2 separate regions of the Anser cygnoides genome follow, and region 1 is linked to region 2. A link is a contact called in public Hi-C data. All regions are on one chromosome and are shown on one strand. The core of a region is the stretch at or near the end of the contact, and the rest is flanking DNA. Distances in the headings are between cores, read along the strand shown.

Region 1 (4,347 bases), core at 220-2,719, 140 kb before region 2:
GGGCCAGGAGAGCAGGATGCTGTAAGTGTGAGCTTCTAACGCACTGAAAACGCATACTCTTAGAGCTGGCCTGGTGTTACTCTGGGTGCAGGGAGTACCTGCAGTTTGTAATCTGAGAGCAGCTTTGATCTGTGCCTCTGAAGAGCCAGTCAGTTCTAGCAAGACCCCTAAAATCTTCTCTGGGAGTATCTGTGCCTGCTTGGGATAGACCTGAGAAGCCTCTGGGAAAGTAGCAGAGATTTGTGTTTATACACACAGATCCAAGAGTGCAGCTGCTTTGTGTGCACGTGGGAGCTGTAGCTGAAGCTCTGGTCACCTTAGTTTATGGCACAACTGTGCACGGGGCTTTTGTACCCTGAAACCTGTAGGAAATTCCCTGAAGCTCTCTTGTTTCCAGTTGTCCCTTTTTGCTTAGTGTCCATCACTTGCTTGAGACGCAGGAGGAGTTCCTCCAGCGCACCCCAACCCCCTACACACCCCAGCCCAAAATCTTCCAGTGCGACGTGTCGGTCCCGCTCTGGTGCTGTGGGCTGGCAGCAGTGCTGGGCCAGCTGAAGGCTCGTTTGCTTTTTGCTGTTCTAACGCAGATCTGCAGCACCAGCGTGGCATTGCAGCCTTGTCTGAGACCCCATGGATCAAAATTCTCCTCTACCCCTCGTGCAGGGAGCCTGGCCTGCTTCTGTCCCTCGAGCTTTTAGTTGAAGTGGATGCTGGTTGTGGTGGGGGTCCCTCAGCCCAACCTGCCTGGCCATGAGCAGCCCTGGCATGGCTGTGGGCCCCAGGACCCCAATTCCTTCCCTGGAGCCGTCCTCAGGCTGGGAGTTTAGGTACTGAAGTGGGTTTGAATTCGTCTCTTAAATGCTATTACTGAAGTATTTATTGTGTTTAAAATGAACGAAAGCTATTAAAGTTCAATAAAGAATAAAATTTTCCAAGCCTTTTAAGGGTGCTTGTCTTTTTTTTTCCTCTTTTTTTTTTTTTTCTTCTGCCTTCTGCATCTATTTGCTCTTGTGTGCGTATCCCTACAGCAATAATTTTCATTCCCCCTCTGTCAAAGGCTGGGGCGAAGGGACCGAGCTGGCCCGGCTCCTGCACGGGGCAGGACTTCAGCAAGCAGAAGGCAGCGCTGCCTTGGGTTGGCTGGTGACCAGCTGAAACCCTGCCATCCCCAAAAGCTCTGCCCTGACCTCCAAGGTTTCTCCACTTGGCTTGAGCCTGCAGCCAGCGCTAGGGGTCTTCGTGGGCCCTGTTGGCAGGGCTGGGCCACGCGTGGCGGTGCAGGTGGTGCGAAGCGGTGGGGGCTCACAGGGAGCTGCTGTTCTTGCCTTCTGGTCCTGTGCAGTGTTGGGGGTCTGGGGATGCCGTGGATAATGCCAGCAGGGTGGAGATCGCTGTTGAACCTGGACCTGGCCTTGCTCCAGGCTGCCTGCCCTGCTGTGCTCTGCTCTGCACCATGTGCCGGGGTCAGCACTAAGTCCCTGCGCAAGTGATTAAATCTCTAATGAGCCCTTAACAGTTGATGCTGCGTTTCCAGGGACGGGTTGGGCAGAGCTGGGGCTGCGTGGGGACGTGGCCACGGGGCTGCCGCTGCTCCCAAGGATGCTCCGAGGTGCAGGGAGCAGACAGGCGCCGTTTCACGGGGCAGCCCTTCCCTCCATGGATCACGGCTTGCTTTGACCACTGCTCATCCCGTGTGGTGCTCACCCTGACGCTGCTCACAAAAGCGCCCTGGGAGAAGGAGGAGGCTGGGTGTTGTTGGAAAGGGTGTTTTCCCAGTGCCACCCGGGCTGCCCAGATCCTCTTAGCAAAGCAGACAAGTCAGAACGCAGCCCTGCCCCGACAAAGCTGCTTGAGCTCGCAGCGAGCTCTTAGCTGCAGGCTGCAGTGCTAATCGGGGCGATCCCCACCTTATCCCTGCACCAGCGCGACCGGAGCCGCGCACTGTGGCAGAGGAGGGGAAAGGGGACATCTTCCCCCCTTCCAAACCCATTCTTTTGTGTGGGGGGTGCCCGACGCTTACTGGTTTTAGTGGAATAGCAGCAATTTGTTGCAGTAAGTAGATCGATATCGTTAATCCATCACGATGACAAGAGTCACAGCGATTAGTCTACTGCAAAGCCAAGTTGCTAAATCTTGGCATAAATATGGTGCCTTTAGGGGTTAAAGGTTCACACACCAACAAGTGTACAAGTATGTAAGGATCTCAGACTTGAGGAATAACCTTGAGAGGTGTCCCAACCCAGGTGGGCATCACATCCGCCGCTTGCACAAGGAGAGCTCGTTAGGCCTTCTCTGACTGCTGTATTTATGAGATAAAGCGATTGGCTCATAGTCAGACTTTTACCACATTGGTATTGGTCTCTCCATGTAAATTGCTGTTTCTCCATGAGTAATTTCAATGGATCACCTGTTCTAGGGCTGTACCCCCTGTTTTGTGGTCATGGCCGTGAGTAACCGCCCAGTGCTGTTATTACTGAGCTGCCCAGTTCAGGGAACGCTCACATCAAGGTTTCCTGTGGTTCGTAACCTGAGCAAGACATGTTGAGTACAGGAGCTGGGCGTATCCGTCACAGGAGGGCATCTTGTTCTGTGGCCACCAAATTGCACCAAAGATGAGCTGGACGTTGAGGTCTGAATCACTGCTCTGCGATTCCCCCAGCACGCCCACTTAGGCTAAACAGAGAGAAATGGGCTGGTGGCAGCTTTGGCTGGGGCCGAGGGGTCCCCGGGTAAACGTCACAGGGCAGAAAGCAGCCCTTCTCCTCCAGAAGCTCCTAGAGGACACAGCAGACGGGCTGAGAGGTGCAGGGTGGGACACCGCAGCCGGCACGGGCTCTGCCCCACCGCAGAGCTCCCAGAGCTGCTGAAATCCTCGGGGCACGGCACCGACCCAGGCTGCCGAGCACAGTGAGGGAGCTCAGCTTTGGCCAGGCTGTCAATGCTCGGCCCCTGCGCTTCCCACTGTGTTTGTCACTCACCCGAACCATGCATGCGGCTGGTGTGATCCCCCCGGGGGAAATCCTGGGGTTTGCAGGAGCCCTGGGACCAGGCTTTGCTCCGCAGGCTGAGCCAGAGCAGCAGGTGGGACACGGGGTGCCGGCAGAGCCCAGGGCTCAGGGGATGGAGCCCTCCTGGGTGCAGGCTGGGGGCAAAGCCTTGAGCAGAGCCCAGGAGCCCTGCGGCCTCTTCCCGCACCCTGGGCCGTGCTCTTTCCATCCGCGCTAAAGCCTAGGTGTACATAAGTGACACCTTGTTCTTTATCATCTGTCTTGATGGCTTCCTCTAAGAGGATTGTTGCGGTAGGTGTAATATACTTAAGGGATTGTTAATAACAATAGCATTTTGCAGGGCTCTGTGTGCTGGTGGTGCAGGCTGCGAGCTGCGGGAAGTCTGGTTTGGCCACGCATGGCACAGGAGCTGGCCATCTGGCATGTCCACCCACCTTTGGACTTGCTGGGGTGGGTCCAGGCCAGCGGGGCCAAGTGCTTGTATGCCTGGGGGTCATTTATCATCTCCAGGAACACAGCGGGCAGCGCTGAGCGGTTCCCACCATGGGGGATTGACATACGAGGATGGGAGAGGTCGAAGCATTGTCCTGCGCTGTGCAGAGCTGTTTGCAGCTCTGGGGAGGCAGAAAGAAAAGCCCGCAGCCTCCTTTCTGGTGAAGGACAGACTGCTCTGCTAGCTGCCTGACATTGTGCCAATAAACAAGACCAAGTGCTCGCCCAAGAGCCCTGTGCCTCCTGTGTCATGTCCCGGGGGATGCAGCTGATGTGTGTGTGCCGGAGATGCACTGATCTGCAGTGAACTGCTGAACTTGCCCATCCATCACCGTGTTTGTTGCTGCCCTTTTCATGCCTGCTGCCCCCCTGCTAACATCCCTCTGATGCTGAAAGCAGAGCCTGGTCTGTGGCACACGTCTGGGACGGGCCAGGCAGGGCGTCTGCAGGCTGGAGGCAGGCGCAGTGCCAGCACAGCTTGACTCAGGCAGCACCTGCTCTGGCTGCAAGGAAATCCTCCTGCAGGAGCCATTCGCTGTGCAGGCGAGTCAGGAACAGCCTCCGAGGGTGGGAGCAGGGATGGGATCCTCATGCTCAGCGGGGGCACAGTCCATATCCTCTGTGGAGGACCCCAGTGCCAGTGCCAGGAGGGGCTGCATGCCCCTGGCAGCTGCTTTGCTCAGGGTCTGAGCGTGGCCGAGCACTTGTCCTGAAAAAAATCATTCCTCTACTGCAATTTTCCTGCTCCAGGCTAACCCCGGTGGGCAGCTGAGCCCCACCCAGCTTCTCGCTCACCCCCTCCAGCAGGATGGGGGAGAGAATCGGAAGGGAAAAATTAAAAAAACTC
Region 2 (3,801 bases), core at 1,143-3,642:
TTTCTGGAGAGCAATTCCGAGGAACCCTTTCTCCTGGGAGCGCATCAAAACTGACTTTCCCCATCTCTGCCGTTATATAAACTCCTTTTAACGGCTGGCTGCGTTTCCTCAGAGCCCTCCCACCCTCGTGGTGCTGGGACATTGGATGTGGCCAGCTCCTCAATCAGGTGCTGAGCCCCCCACCGCTGGCTCCGAGCTTGTCCCAGGTCACCTGCACCATTGGAGGCTAAAGCCAACAGCACAGGACCACCTGCAGATAGACCCTTGTGAGACCTGATGGCCTCCTGACACCACGGGACTCACTGGAAGGAGTTACCTTGCTGGATGGGGAAACTGAGGCACAGCATCCAGCAGGAAGAAGAAACCAGTGGCGACGGAAAGCAAACGCTCCTGGAGCTTGGATCTGCGTCAGCTTCTGGTTGTCTTTGTCCTCCTGCGAGGTCTGACACCCCCGCTGGTGCTTAAACCTCAGCAGCATCTCCAGCCGTTGTCTCATCCGAGTCCCACAGGTCCACTTCCAGCCCTGGCCAACGACGGCACAAAACTCGGTTGAGCTGGGCTCATGAAAAATGGACGGTCCTTGGACCGAAGCAGCAGGATTCGTTGCAGGATTGATCAGCGCTGCGGCACCAGCAAAGCTCTGAGAAGTGCCGTCCTTAATTTTTTGAGGGCTGAATTATTCAGCGTGCTATTGGGGTGGCTCGAGCACCACCAGGAGTGTGAATTCAGCACGCTTCTGCAGGGCTGGCTTTGTAAGCCCTGATCCAAAGCAACCTGCTGGCCCTCGTAAGGTGCCACAAGAAGGAGGATGGGGAGGTCCGGGCATGTCCCCAAGTGTGCTGGCATCTCTGCCTGCCTGCTGCCACCTCTGCTGCAGCACTGCAGGGCCTTGTTTAGCCCGGGAGGCAGGCAGGGAAGCTGGAGGAGCACAGCAGCCCCCGGAGACATTTCTCAGTGTGCCCTGGCAGCCCGCACCGAATTCCTCGCAGCTGTCTCCAGCTGCAGAGGCGACAAGTTTGTGTTTCGTGGCTCGGGAGCGTCTTACCTGGGAAGCGCTTGCGGCTGCCCCGGTGTCCCGTGGCAGAGTTCCCTGCTTTAAACGCACTTAAACGTGGCAGGGTCTGCCAGCTCCTCGTGGCTTCATCCTCAGCCAGGCTCTGGCACCTCTCCTCAGCCCAAACCTCACAGAATCCCCGAGGGGCTGAGGTTGGAAGGTGCCGCTGGGGCCACCCGGTCCGGCCACGGCGTGCCCTCCCCATTCCCCGGGGACCAGGGATGTGCAGGGTGGCTTGGCGCTGCCCTGGACCTCTCCTAAGGGCCGATCTCGCCTTGAGCAATGGAGGGGTGCCAGCCGGAGGAAGGTTTTACACCTCCTAATCTGCCTTTTAGCGAGGAGCTGGAGCCTTGTGCCGAGCAGGGGCCGGGCTGCTCGGGGCATGCCCTCAGCACCGCGCGGCCCGGCGGGGCCGGCGTGTCTTTCCCTGTCCCTCGGGGCTATCAGGAGGACAAAACAGGAATGCACTCTATAAATATTAATGCCATTATCAATTCTCCGTTGTCGCTGCTCCTCGCTTGCTGCCAGATCTCCGGCTTTCATGTCGAGCGGCCCAGTGAAGCGGAAGAGAATAATGGCAAGGGAGCAGGTTGCCTGAAATATTTAAGCCCGAGTTATCTAAGACGTTGCAAATAATATATGTGTCAGAGGAGCCGGGCTTGGATTTGCAGTTATGTAAGGTCTGCATGCCTTCTTTTCTGGCCTCGTGATCGTCTTCATCCCTGGAATACGCTCAGCTGCTCTGGCTGCCGACGGTGACCGGGAGCAAGGCACGGACAAGGGGGTTCGTGGCACACCTGAGGCCACCCGAGCCCTGCGGCGCGTCCCTGGGCTTGCAGGGAGGCTCCTGCTCTGCCTCTGAGCCCCTGCAGACTTTTGCAGAGACCTGCACAGCCTGGCTGCCTGCTGGGTGAAGAAGGCTGGCCCTGAGCCTACCGCTTCGCACCCAAACCCTCCGTGAGGGGTCCCAGGGTGCTGGGACGCATCCCTTGAGCCCAGGTCCCCCACGGCCGCCCGGTGCCCAAACCTCTGTGCATCCCCTCGCAGTGCAGGGCCTGGACCTGGTCCCTCCTGGGCTGGGGTTGCCTTTGGTGCGTGGAAGTGGATCTCCGAGGGGGGCACGGGCAGCGGGGGAGGTTCAGCACCCACCTCCTCCCCCAAACCACGAGCTCCCCGTGCTCCCTGGCTCTCCTGCATCGCTATGATGGACCCAAGGGATGGATGCCAGTGACTTTGTGTGCTTCATCCTCCGCAGCACCCTGCCCACTTCTGCCCCTGCTCCCAGCCCACTTGCCCCACGTTTGCCCATTCCCCAGGGCCCAGCTGGGGCAATCGAGCCCGCACCGTGCCCGACCCGCGGCTCGGCGAGCCAGCACAAGGCAACAGCGTGTTTTGACCCGGCCTTTACGCAGCAGAGGGGTTTGTTCCGGGAGGGAAGCGAAGCTCAGCAAATCCCCCGGGTCTCTTTGTGCTCCAGGGCCATCTCCGTTGCGTGCGTTGGCCACGTAACAGCGAAAAGATTTCCGCTGCCAACCTCTGCCTCCAACCCAGGCGGCCGGCAGCGTCCCCAAGGACTCCCGGCCAGCTCGCTGCCCTCGGCTCTGCTGCAATTAGCCTACAAAGCCGACGGCTTATTTACTTCAGACCGATCTGTCTCTATCAAAGGGATCAAAGGCGCACATTTTAAAGGTCGCCCTGCTGGCAGTTTGCTTTTTTTCGCTCGGGAAGACGAGCGGGCGCCGAAGGATCACCTTGGGAAAGCTGCAGAGCGCTGCTGCCCGCTGCACCCTTCTTTCCGCCACTTGTTTTAGCTCCTCGGTGCACTTGTTCCTAAACCAAAGGAGTGAAAAAAAAAAAAAAGCGTGGTCATGGCTTCTGTCTCTGCTTGCACAATCCTCTGTTTCCTTGGGGAGGCAAGGAGCTGAAAATAAGGACTTCTCCAGCCAGAAAACGGGCTGCCTTGGGACCTTCTTGGAGAGAGCTCGTGGCTCTGCAAGCAGTGCAGATGTGTGGTTGATGGCAGCAGCGTTCGGTTGTTAATTAACACTAATTGCAGGAATGGCTGTGTGCTGTCCCACCCACCCTGAGGTAACAGCCACTGAAGCGAGTGCACGATGGCCGTAGCCTCATGGTGGGGTCACAGCGAAATGCTGGGTGCTAAAACAGCCCAGCCTGCTGATTAATAGCTCGTTAATACAAATCTGGAAGCATAGCTCGTTAATACAAATCTGGAAGCGAGCAGCCGTGACCTCCCCGGGGTTATGTCCGTGGGTCACTGCACCCTGCACGCTTCCCCCGTGTCAAGCAAATTCCTGGAAGCAAAGCCTCTGGGTTGTCTTTGCGCCTTCCTGCAAAGCTGGAAGCGATGGAAGATCTCTGCTGGGAGGAGCTGGGGATGGGGAGGCTGCTCGAAAAGTGACGGAGCCCCGGCCGAGAGCACCATGCCCAGGGCAAGCACGCGTCCTCGGCAGCCTTGCACAGAGCAGGGACGAGGGCTGGTGTGTCTTCCCATTTCTGCGGGTGCGGCTGGGTCAGGCACAGACGTCCTTGGAGATTTCCTTTTCCGTGTCCCTGGGACAAGGCTGAGTTTGTCCTGGGGCTGCAGCCGCCCCCGAACCCGTCACCGGCATTGTCCCGGCTGTCGCCTCTGCGTCTCCCTGTGCTTTGCTGTCCTCGGCTGCCAGCAGGCAGCTCGCCCACGGTGTCTTTAAAGAGCTGCCTTTCCCAAAGCTCCTTTCTGTGTCTTT

What was found. Hi-C and Micro-C count contacts between places; a contact is called where the count stands out from the background.
Region 1: a Hi-C map of liver shows a contact between it and region 2, with 5 times the contacts expected there. The contact joins two enhancer-like sites. A contact is called at or near these places in 2 of 7 Hi-C or Micro-C datasets (both in liver).

Annotation. Positions count from the first base shown.
Region 1 is chr3:122,064,588-122,068,934 of Taihu_goose_T2T_genome, reverse strand. It overlaps SELENOI (selenoprotein I), which reads left to right. Exons shown (of 10, transcript XM_066995209.1): 10 at 1-937. Among named protein-coding and RNA genes, the nearest start is that of SELENOI, 26 kb to the left of the region's middle. Within about 2 kb of position 1,469, at least 1 of the 3 cell types and tissues checked has open chromatin away from gene starts, as enhancers often do. A contact at or near this core is called in liver, where this site is marked.
Region 2 is chr3:121,926,527-121,930,327 of Taihu_goose_T2T_genome, reverse strand. The region is part of intron 6 of LOC106049515 (L-gulonolactone oxidase-like); the gene reads left to right. Among named protein-coding and RNA genes, the nearest start is that of EPHX2, 24 kb to the left of the region's middle. Within about 2 kb of position 2,392, at least 1 of the 3 cell types and tissues checked has open chromatin away from gene starts, as enhancers often do. A contact at or near this core is called in liver, where this site is marked.